2 separate regions of the Hordeum vulgare genome follow, and region 1 is linked to region 2. Evidence: chromatin contacts called from public Hi-C data. All regions are on one chromosome and are shown on one strand. The core of a region is the stretch at or near the end of the contact, and the rest is flanking DNA. Distances in the headings are between cores, read along the strand shown.

Region 1 (5,520 bases), core at 1,803-4,302, 270 kb before region 2:
AGGTAGGAGAAAGAGGAGCTTCATGACCCAGGAAGAAATAATCTCCACTACATAAAAACACAGTTTATAATCTACAAGTAAATAAATGAAGAAAGCTTAGCAACAAGACGATACACACCTACGCATTGAGGAGTATAATTGCTAAGCTCTTTCATACATTTAACCATTCATCTAAACACGTATGAAATGAGAGAGGCCCGAGAGTTTAAATGAGTGATGGAATGTGGACAGTGGATATGCTACAATGTCGCAATTGGCGAAATTATAGTTTATACCCACTTTGTCAGTCGGAACCGAAAACAGCGGCTTTGACAATTGAAGCAACTTTAACTTGGCTAAAGATTGGTGGTATATCATTTTTTTTATTATGCAACCTTTATTTACTGTAGATATATGTGTGTGTGTGTCTGCAACATTTAAGTTGTTTTCCGTGAAGCATATAGCGATAGTATTTTCGCTTGGTTCAAATTATCAGCAATGAAAGTTAGAGAGGGAGAGAGAGAGAGAGCCCAAAAAAGTTAGAAAGGGGGAGATTTTTTAGTTGGAAAGTGGAGAGAGATATTTGTTATATGTTTTCCTTGAAGTCATCTACTCCCTTCTTTCTTAAATATGCTATTCTGGACACACACACAAAAAACACACACAAAAAAGACACAATCATGTGGTTCAATATGTTCCTCATAACATTATTTAAATTTATAGGTACAAATTGTCAGAAAAGAATGGAAATGTTTGCACGACAAATCTGATGGTACTATTTGGAACGAGGTAATATTGTTGCAATATTTACATGAGAATATTTTTTGTTGTGTTGCAATAAATTTTTTTTACTTTTTACTAATAATATATACTCCCTTCATTTTTGTTTACTTCACATATTAACTTTGTTTCGAGTCAAACATTGACCAAGTTTATGTAACAAATTATTAACATCCACATACCAATCATTACTATTACAATCATCATTCAATATACTTTTATATCACATATATTTGTTAGGAGTATTGTAAAAGTTTAAATTGTTACCTATAAACTTGATCAAACTTTATAAAGTTTAATTTAGTACAAACTAATATGCAGAATAAATAAAAACAATGGCAGTATTTTCTAATTGACCCCGCAAAAAACATATTTTTTAATGAATACACATATGTTGAAAATCCCACTGATTGGACCTAGGTGGAGAGACAGAAAGGGGATTGGACCTAGGTGTTGAAAATCCCACTGGCTAGCTGCTAGCGGTAGCTATCTTGTGCGTTATATATGCGTTTCAACACGGGAAAGCATACATCACTGATCACGTCCCGTGCAGGTGTTTTTTTCTAGACAGAAAGGGAAAGAAATAGTTTTTTTTTACGTACTATAGGCAAGCAAGTTTGTGTTGGAGTTAAAGGGACTACGTGCGGGCACTGAAGACACAAATATGTAGTCAAGCATTGACAGACCATGCATCCGCCTACGTGTATCTCTCCACGCTCTACAAATTACCGAGCTTGGCTACCTTTCTTGACAGAGAGGGCCGGGCTGGCCATGCAGGACGCGCGTGTGTTGCCTAGAGGCTAGAAGGTTTCGTGCATTTATGGCGATAGAGAGGAGCGATCAGACTGCAGACGCGCCATGCCCTTCCGCCATAGGTTTGGACGCAACTAGCGACGAACACACTATAGCTAAAAAGTGACCTGACAGAAAAGACAGCATTATATTAATTATGCACAGTAGAAAAAGCACATGAAACGACGACGGACGAGAAAACGAAGTGACGCATGTGTTAATTCTCAGTCATGAGACGAGCAGTACAGCATGATTTATGTATAGTAGCGTATTAGACGTGATGCCTCAACTCTCAACACGAACTGTCGGACGTTGTAGTACAAGTTTATGTACAGTAGCATACTGGATGTGATATCTGAACTCTCGACCTAAACAGTCGGATGTCGTCTAATTTTGTGGTACACGCATACGGCCTACAGAGCTCTTTTACTAATCATATTCCATCGGAGCATTTTCACGGTTGCCAGTTTCTGACCGCAGGTGACAAAGTCATGTGCTGCCAGAAACAGTAGTCAATGCACTAGCACTATTTTTACTTACCTCTTTTGGACTGATCCATGATCCATGTGGTTGTGAGCCTGTGACTCTCATTTTTTATTTTTTTTAAAAAGGCTCGCCTGCCGATAGATGCATGCGGTATGGAACTTTTATTACTCATTAATTATGTGTATAGCGAGTTACTACCTGTTAAAATTAAAGGTAAACGAAATTAGGAGCATCCACAGACTCGTACCTGTTGCCAAGGGTGGCATGAAGTTTGACGATGAGGTCGTCCTCCTCCTTGGAGATGTTGCCCCTCCTCACCCCGTCTCTCAGGTAGTTGATCCACCGCAGCCTGCAGCTCTTGCCACACCTCAGTAGCCCTGTATACAATGGGAGCAGGAACAGATTAACATACATGCATGCATGGTAGTGATGAAATTCCTAGTTAATATGTGCTATAAGTTTCAGCTAATCAAGTATATAGTACCTGCTGCTGCAGGCAAAGAAGTAGCTAAACTAGTCATGAATGATGCTCTAGCTCGCACATGCATGGGCTTATGCCATAAGTATTTACCTGCATTCTTGGGTAGAGACCTCCATGAGCCCTCGCCGTGCTGGGCAATGTAGTTTGCGAGTATGTCGTCCTCCTCCGCCGTCCACCTTCCCCGCTTCAGCCCCACCTTCTCGCAGCACGGCGCCCTCCCCATCCCCTTGTATACGACGAGCCTCCCTATATATCTCCCAACACACGAGCAAACCGCCCGTTGTCGCCGGCCGAGGCTAGCTAGCTAGATACTATAGCAGGTCGAGCGCGGTGGGTGTAGACGTGTAGTCGATCCGCGCTCGCGTCCAAAAGGAGTTAGTGTGAGAGATCAAGGGGATGGGCGATGATCTTCCTTTGGCGGCCCTGATCTATAGCTAGGGAGGTGATCGAGCTAGCTTCGGCCACGCAGGCGGCAAGGCAAGGCGCCATAATATAGCACCGCGAGGCGTCGGCCCGGGCCGGGGAGACGGTGTTACTGGTACGTAGGATCGGGAATTAAACTTTGCCCCGAGTAGGGGCCTGAGCGGCCGTGTGGCTGGAGGCAGGGGTACGTGGGCGCCCCGGGACCTTTGGGCGTCGTGGCGCAAGGCCTCACCATCGTCCTCTTCGCGGCCTCTCCAGCGACCACGTTGTCCGCGCACATGGATCGTTATACACACCGGCCCCCGTGTACTGTGTATTTACTCGAGGATCTTCGGAAAGCGAAATACTAGTATCTGTTTACCATCAGATCAGGCTGCCCCGAGTACGTAGATATACAATTTCGTATACTAGCTACTGTATATCCCGGAACTGCATGGAGAAGATATATAAACAAGGCTTCCGATGTATATGCTTCAAGGTTCATCTCTTCCTAGCTAGCTCGTAATCTTCTCCGCCCGAGCTTCTACTTACATGCTCCCTACCCTAGATATGCTTCATCTCTTCATGTTGGTCGTCTGGTATGGTTTTCCGATCCACGAATGACTTTGTATCTCTATAAACATTACAGTATTTTTTTGGTTAATAAAGCGAGTATCACCATGCATGCATGCCAAATGGCAAAGCGATGCAGATGAAACTGGAGTACGTATTGAAAAAATGATTCCATACATTGATTCGGAAGATATCTCCTAGTGTTCACGTTTGCTGTACGAAGCATGAGATCCGGAATACATCGACCAAATCCGATGCAACACAAGACGATTCACACATCAACCAAATCTGATGCAACACAAGACGATACGCACATCGACCAAACCTGATGCAACACAACATGACGCGCACGCGCGCACCTAACACGCGTAGTACTTTTCCTCGCAAAAAGGAAAACACGGGCAGTATAACCAGTGTGTTCCCATTACGCATGCTACAAGCTAGCTGCGCTATGACGACGACTGTGATTTGTCACGCAACGTGAGCTGCGCTGTTCGTGTCTGTCCTGTGTACTCGCGGGGAAGAAAAAACGGGCCGGGCGACCTGTTCGGCCTTGGGCGAGTAATCCTGAAGATTTCCGCGTGTGCCTCGATCGACGACGCTGTGTTCCGACCGAGCCTTCCCTTTCGGTCTCTGCGGCTGTTGATCTCTAGTAGCTCGATCGAGGTGGGCAAATCGATCGATCGGGGCCGGCGCTCGGTGTCCTTCCCGGTCCAGCGTATCGATCGGTCCCTCCGTATCATGCCTCGCTGTGACGTTTGCATTAGTGCGTATAATGCCTCGAAAGTGACATGAGGTATATACCTTCGAGACGGGCCTGCACACCTAGATTCATCATGGTCGACGGAAATTCGCGTGGACACGCAGGTGCGGAGACATGCAGCTCTACATCCTCCCATGACCGTTGATGTGTGCCGTGATTCAAAAACTTGTTTGGGTTGAAATTGCCTGAAAAGAGAGGAAAATTCAGTATCCGGTGTGTACTACTTTCATTCCATAATATAACACTCCCTCCGTCCGGAAATACTTGTCCTAAAAATATATAAAATAGATGTATCTATAACTAAAATAAGTCTAGATACATCTATTTGTAGGACAAGTATTTTCGGAAAGAGGGAGTATAAGAGTGTTTTTACATTAATATAACAAACGCTCTTATATTATAGGACCGAGGGGTATATCATAATACTTCATCCAGCCATTATTCTATATCATTTTCTTCTATTTTCCGTCCTGTTCAATCTTCGATCCGTTCTTGTTGTCAATCTAGTTTCATAGACTCGTATCGTTTACCTTCTTCTTCCTTGGTGCCACTATTCCAGTTGTTAGTTGGAAGGAAAAGATTACACACAATGATGATTTAATGATCGAGGTGTTGGGCGTTGACACTAGATGTTGATATGGAAGAAAACATTATTGAGATGGATTCAAATGAAAAGGTGTTCCCAAGGAAGAAGTTTTACAATACCGAATGAAACAATTTTGATGACTATATCATCGTTATCCAATCTCATCTTATGGACCGAAACTGTATTCAAAATGCTAGAATTTTGCTTCCCGAGTGACATTCGGCCGATTGAGCATCAAGACGACCTCAAATGAGAAAGTATTCTTCACGGATTGTCTTCGTCTCGTCGAAACGACCAATTTTGATATAAAATCGTCTCAATGCGAGGTCGTATGCAGAATTTGTAGTCATCTGAATCCGGTCTTACCACATGGTGAAATGTGGGGCGAGAGATGAAACAATTGTTCGATGGGTCGCGCGAGCTGTTCGGCCCTCAAGACGACATCTAATGAAAAAACTTACAACATGAAAAAGTTTCGTCTCGTCGAGCCGATTGATTTTCAAACATATATTGTCTCGATAAGAGGTCGTATGCAACCTAAAGAGGCAAAACAAGATCATGTTGAAGTTTCAGTCGGGAAATCCGGGTTAGACTGAAATTAGGACTCTAGGACGTAAATTAATGTCATTTTCTTACAAGGAAAGCCTAGATGAATCCTTTACTTGTAGAGTAAATCCA
Region 2 (5,549 bases), core at 441-2,940:
CAAGTGGGTCAGGCCGGCCACATGCGGACACCGAGAGACCCGTTTCGCGTCCGCGCAGACCCATTCCAATCCCAAATTTGAGCCGAAAATGGATCGACGCGGACGTTAAGCGGACGCTTTTTAGCAATGGATCCGCGTGTTGGCTCATTATTTTTGTCCGTGCGGTCTCAAACGGACGACCGCGGACGAAACGGATCGCCCCATTGAAGTTGCTCTTATATATACGCGTATAAATTCATTCCTATAAACGCATACACGCATAATCTATTTCTGTAAACACCTTCTAAAAATTAAACTGACATATTATTTTTAAATTTATGAAGTCATAGTAGACATTTAATATTCAATGGAAATATCTCCTTCCATTTAATACGCATTGATAAAGGTCTTAAAAGATATTCAAATATAATATGAACATCAGGACTTGAGCCCAAATGGGCTTGGAATATCACATTCCCTTTAACTATTTAACCTTTAGTAAGTACACATTAGACTTTGCATAACAAGATGCGCATGGTGGAAACCAATACCGATCGCACCGACAGTATGATGACATACTTCGACGAAACGGATACATCTGAATGTATTGGTAGACTGATCCGACTGCTAAACCGTCATCCATTCAGACCAAAACCTCCTTGACTTCTCTCTCCAGCTAGTTATACATGCTGCCATAAGAAGATCCCTCTTCTCTATACGCTGAAACAAAAGACGACATATAGAGTCGACGCATATATGACTATATAGCCTCCAATGGAGATATAAAATCTACTTTTAAACACATAAATTATATTTCCTTGAAATTACGCTTTCTAAGGTTGTCCGGTGCCGATATCACCCATCTATGAAGATACCAATGGAAGTCTTAAATTTAAGGAATTTTTAGCTTTATCAATCCCTTAACTAGGAATATACTTTATGCGAGTACTTTAGAAATGTCTTAAAGATGAAAAATATAAACATTTTTGTGAATTACATTGTCGTTCTTACCTGATAAATCCATACAAATTCACACATATAGCATAACTCGTCAATTCCTAGACCATCCACTCCCTATACAATTATGTACCTTATATTTTATGAGACCTAGCAACCTAGGCTTAATGGATCTCTGTAGGTTTCAGCTGACTCTACAGTGCTGATGTATACTACTTTACTTCGCCATTCGTTTCATGAATAGCTAGATGAACCTGGTTTTTTTTCACTGTTTTAACCCATAAGACAGACGTAAATAATTCATAGAATAAACTCGTTTAAAAGTATTTTCGAATCTGACCCTTTTAAAAACGTCAGAGCTCGTGGCATTGCTGCTCCACATAAAAACGTCAATCTACCGTGATGTTTTTGATCCATATTGGAACGTCAGTCTAGCATGCGTTGCAGCCTCAGACCGAAACGCCAATGACTTTGACGTTGCCACCGAGGTGACAAACGCCATGAACGTTTCTACCGCGCAGAACCAACATCTGCAGCTGAGCAGCAGCATGGGGCTTTCTCCATCTGCCATCTGCCATGGAGCAGCGCGAAGGACGTCACAAGACGAGCTAGTGCTAGGCGCGGCCGCAGTGTGGTGCGTGCCCCCTGCCACCGGTCCTATCGGCGCGCGCGCGGGGTCCTCCTCGACTGGCATCGGCCCGGCGCAGTGCAGTGCAGCGCACGCGCGCGTCGTTCGGTGCCTGCCCGTCCGGTACGGCGTCTGCTCTCTTCCGAACCGGCCTACTGCCCGATGGACCACCCACGCGGCCATCCCTGTCAGTCCAGCCTAACTCGAGCTGGTTAGCACCATCTCAATCAAGCTAGCAGCAGCAGTGCAAAGGGCATGGCCGTACGTACGTGCCTTTGTGCATTCTGCGTCGCATCTCTTTATCTATCTTTGCCAGATTATATTCCTGTGCCTAGTTTATGATGAGCGAGCGGCCGAGCATCCATGCATGCATGCATGCTGACCTAATTAACTGGTAGCCTGCGTGCCTACAGGGAGTTAGTTCGGTGTCCCACGCGCCGATAGGACCGGTGGCAGGGTGCACACACCACACTACGGCCGCGCCTAGCACTAGCTCGTCTTGTGACGTCCTTCGCGCTGCTCCATGGCAGATGGCAGATGGAGAAAGCCCCATGCTGCTGCTCAGATGCAGATGTTGGTTCTGCGCGGTAGGACGTTTGTCATTGGTGTTTCGGCGTGAGGCTGCAACTCATGATAAATTGCCGTTTGAATGTGGACCAAAAACACCACGGTAGTCTGACGTTTTTACAAACGTGGAGCAGCAACGCCACGGGCTCTGGCGTTTCTAAATGGGTCAGATCCGGAAATACTTTCAGATCGAGTTCATTCTCTGAATTATTTACGTCTTATGGATTAAAATAGTGAAAAAATCTGATGAACCGCGCATATAGATGGCTAAATTTACTGCACTATATTGTACTAGATATAATTTCCCCAATGGTTATTTGTATCTAGATAGCTATTCTGAAACAGATGGTTGATGCCTATATTTTTATTTACTTTAAGCTATAAAAGTAGCTAAAGTAGTGATAAATTTTGTCAATAAAATGGATCCTAATGAAAGTCCAACTGTATGCATGCATTCATAATTTAAGATAAAAAGGAAAGGTTGTAGTAATATGGTCTCGAAAGAATTGATTAAATCATTAGGTTTTTGATGGTTAAGCCCATGTGGATGATACGTTAACATTGATGTGAGATATGTGGTCCGCCACTTGAAATCATAGATTTGCATACAAATAAATCGATGTCTCTCTTGGACTCTTCATCGTTTATTTTATCTTCCTACCAATATATTTTTGAGAAATGTTCCGCCAAAAACTAAATCTAAAAATTGAAGTCATGTAGCCAAACCATGTGGTTCTCTTACTTCAACCAACCTTATAAATAAATGTATTGTAGTTGTATTCCATGACTAGTACAATATTATGTCTCCACATGCTTCCGCACATGCTCATCTAGGTTCAATTACCTTTGCCACTTCTCTTGAGTCAATGTAATAATCCACACATGTTCATTAAAAATGCCAATATATTTCTTACTGATTGTTATATATTATATTATTTTACAAAATATAAGTTGTTTTGGGTCACCTTATATTCACGTGAGTAGAAAATAAATTGCAAATAATGTATATCTATTATTTAGTACACATATGTCTCTGGACTATTCTATCCTATGAAGGATAATTAATGAAAAATAATCTTCAATGAGGAAGGAAAAATATCGTCTTAGATCACCAGCCAGCTCCAACCATAAGCGTGACTGCATGATCGATTACATCCCACATGGATACATGATCTAGCGGCGGATCGGGTCTGGTTCACAGTGGCAGTGACGAAATGCCAATGACATGGGCAACCAGAAACGTGCATCGACGGATTTGGGGTAGTGTGGCTACAACCTGCATCACACATGACGTTTTCACCATGTCTCGGTGTCATTGTCATTGTCGGTCTGTGTGCGCTTGAGATGGCTCTCAGAGATTTTTAACCCTTTGCCTTCTGTGACATTTTGTCCAGCCAGTAGATTTGATTGTGTTGTCATCTCTATACCAAGAATGTGCATGCAAGAGGCTATCTCTAAACATTAATACGAAATAACAATTTCAATTTCAATTTTTCATGATCATGCCGTGTGGATGCCTTTTCGTACTCTATTTTCTTTGGCAAACCTGGTGGCAACACATGATGTTTTCGCTTTGGCGGCGCTCTTCGAGAATCAGGTCTCGATCTCGTGGGTGAAAACCCTACGCCTGTCATTCTATGGCTACACCAGACAATTGACGTGTTTCTTCATCATGTCTTTGTTAGAACAATTGCTCTAGAATCTGCTAAGACATGATCTCTAGGGTGAAAACCCAATATTTGATGTGTACTGGTCAGATCCCACAGCGGGGCTTGAGCGTTGTTTCCACTTCGAATGTGTGGGTTTCGGAGAGCCTTTCTCGCAACTCTTATGTTGTAAGGAAGGTGGAGTTGCTGATGTCTGTTGCAAGTTTTCAGGCGCGTTGCTTTTCTTCCTTTTTTTGTTCTTGGATGCATGCTTGATGCCTCGACTAGATTTTAATATTATGCCCTCACAAGGACCAGCTGTAATTAGTATCCTTTTGGCTTTCCCTTTCCGAGAAAGACAAAACAACATACCAATAATAGAGCATAATACACATAATACTTCCTCCATCACGGTTTAGAAGGCGTTTTTGAAAATTCTCTAGAACCAAGGTGGTTATTGATTGACTGTGAGATGAGTTCAAAAATAACATTCACACTATGCATATAGATAAAAAATAGTACATCAAAATACTAATTAGTTACTAGGAGTAAATGTAATGTGCCTTATACCTTGTTTATTATGAAAACGCACGTAAATTTAACCGTGTTTTTAAAACCGTGATGGAGGGAGTAGCATCACTGAGATTTTCTCTTTGGACCTTCACACGATTTTCCCAAGTTGGATTCCGTCATGTACGGACCGTGGGGACTAGGGACCATAACATAATATACAACATTAATAGCCGGATCGGACCACTACCCAAGTGGCCTTTGAATGGGATAGAAATGAAGTGAATATTGAGTTGATGCAAAGAAAAAGGAAAGGAAAAAGAAAAAGAGAGGTAAGTTTATGGACGACGTGTATGACAAAACGACGTTGTGCATAGCCTCCAAAATTTATGGTGTGTTTTAAACAATTTGAAAAGCTACAGATATAATATTTCTGAAAGATTTGTTGTTAATTTAAACGCTCGCCTTCCGGCCGGAAATTCGGAGGGGACACGCATCTGTCCAGCCATGCTTAGGCGGTTGATTGCCTCACAATCTGTAAAGTAATTGGATCTCGCATTAGAGCACGGCCAACTATTTGTTTTTTGGAACTTACAATTCTGCATCTGAGAACTTACAATTTTCACAGTTGCTCGTATCAAGTTTCAGAGTAGAAACTTTAAGCAATATATTGTCAGTCACATGTACTAAAGTTTTGATTTTGTCGATCACTTGTACTAAGTTTATAAGCTAAAACTTAATAGCAACTTTAAAACTCGGCAAAACGTATTTAGAATGTCTCTTATTTAAAATCCCTAGTCAAGTAAAAAGTTTAAATCAAGTTTTGTTTTTATATTCTTTCTTTTTTTTTTAAAAAAGAGAAAGAATATAAAAACAAAACTTGATTTAAACTTTTTATTTAAAAATATGAAAGACTGAAAATCGGAAACAACGATGGATAAATGAGGACACGCGAGGGCCTCGATGCCCGATCACATATACAACACAAATCATATCTCTTCCCTACGGGTTCATGAATCGTCGGTTGCAATCTCTACTTAAGGCATCTCCAAGGGAGACGTGTAAAGCATCGGTATATGCCCGATCGAACACATTTGTTCATTGTTCCAATCCACTCGAGACATGTATTAGTTTGTAAAACTGCCTGAACGTCTAAATTCTGGTATTTTAAAGATAAACGTAGGAAAGCTTTATTAGAGTCTGGACATGCACGTGACTAATCACATACAAGGTACCCTCCTTTCTATCTCCTTTCAATCACA

What was found. A called contact is a pair of places that touch in the nucleus more often than the background predicts.
Region 1: a contact with region 2 is called in a Hi-C map of leaf, with 5 times the contacts expected there. The contact joins the promoter of LOC123448845 here to the enhancer-like site in region 2. A contact is called at or near these places in 4 of 6 Hi-C or Micro-C datasets (leaf and seedling).

Annotation. Positions count from the first base shown.
Region 1 is chr4H:434,646,131-434,651,650 of MorexV3_pseudomolecules_assembly, reverse strand. It overlaps LOC123448845 (myb-related protein P-like), which reads right to left and starts at 3,052. Exons shown (of 3, transcript XM_045125868.1): 1 at 2,609-3,052; 2 at 2,285-2,414. The coding sequence starts at 2,741.
Region 2 is chr4H:434,379,617-434,385,165 of MorexV3_pseudomolecules_assembly, reverse strand. No RefSeq gene overlaps it. Among protein-coding and RNA genes, the nearest start is that of LOC123446567, 42 kb to the left of the region's middle. Within about 2 kb of position 1,690, at least 3 of the 3 cell types and tissues checked have open chromatin away from gene starts, as enhancers often do. A contact at or near this core is called in leaf and seedling, where this site is marked.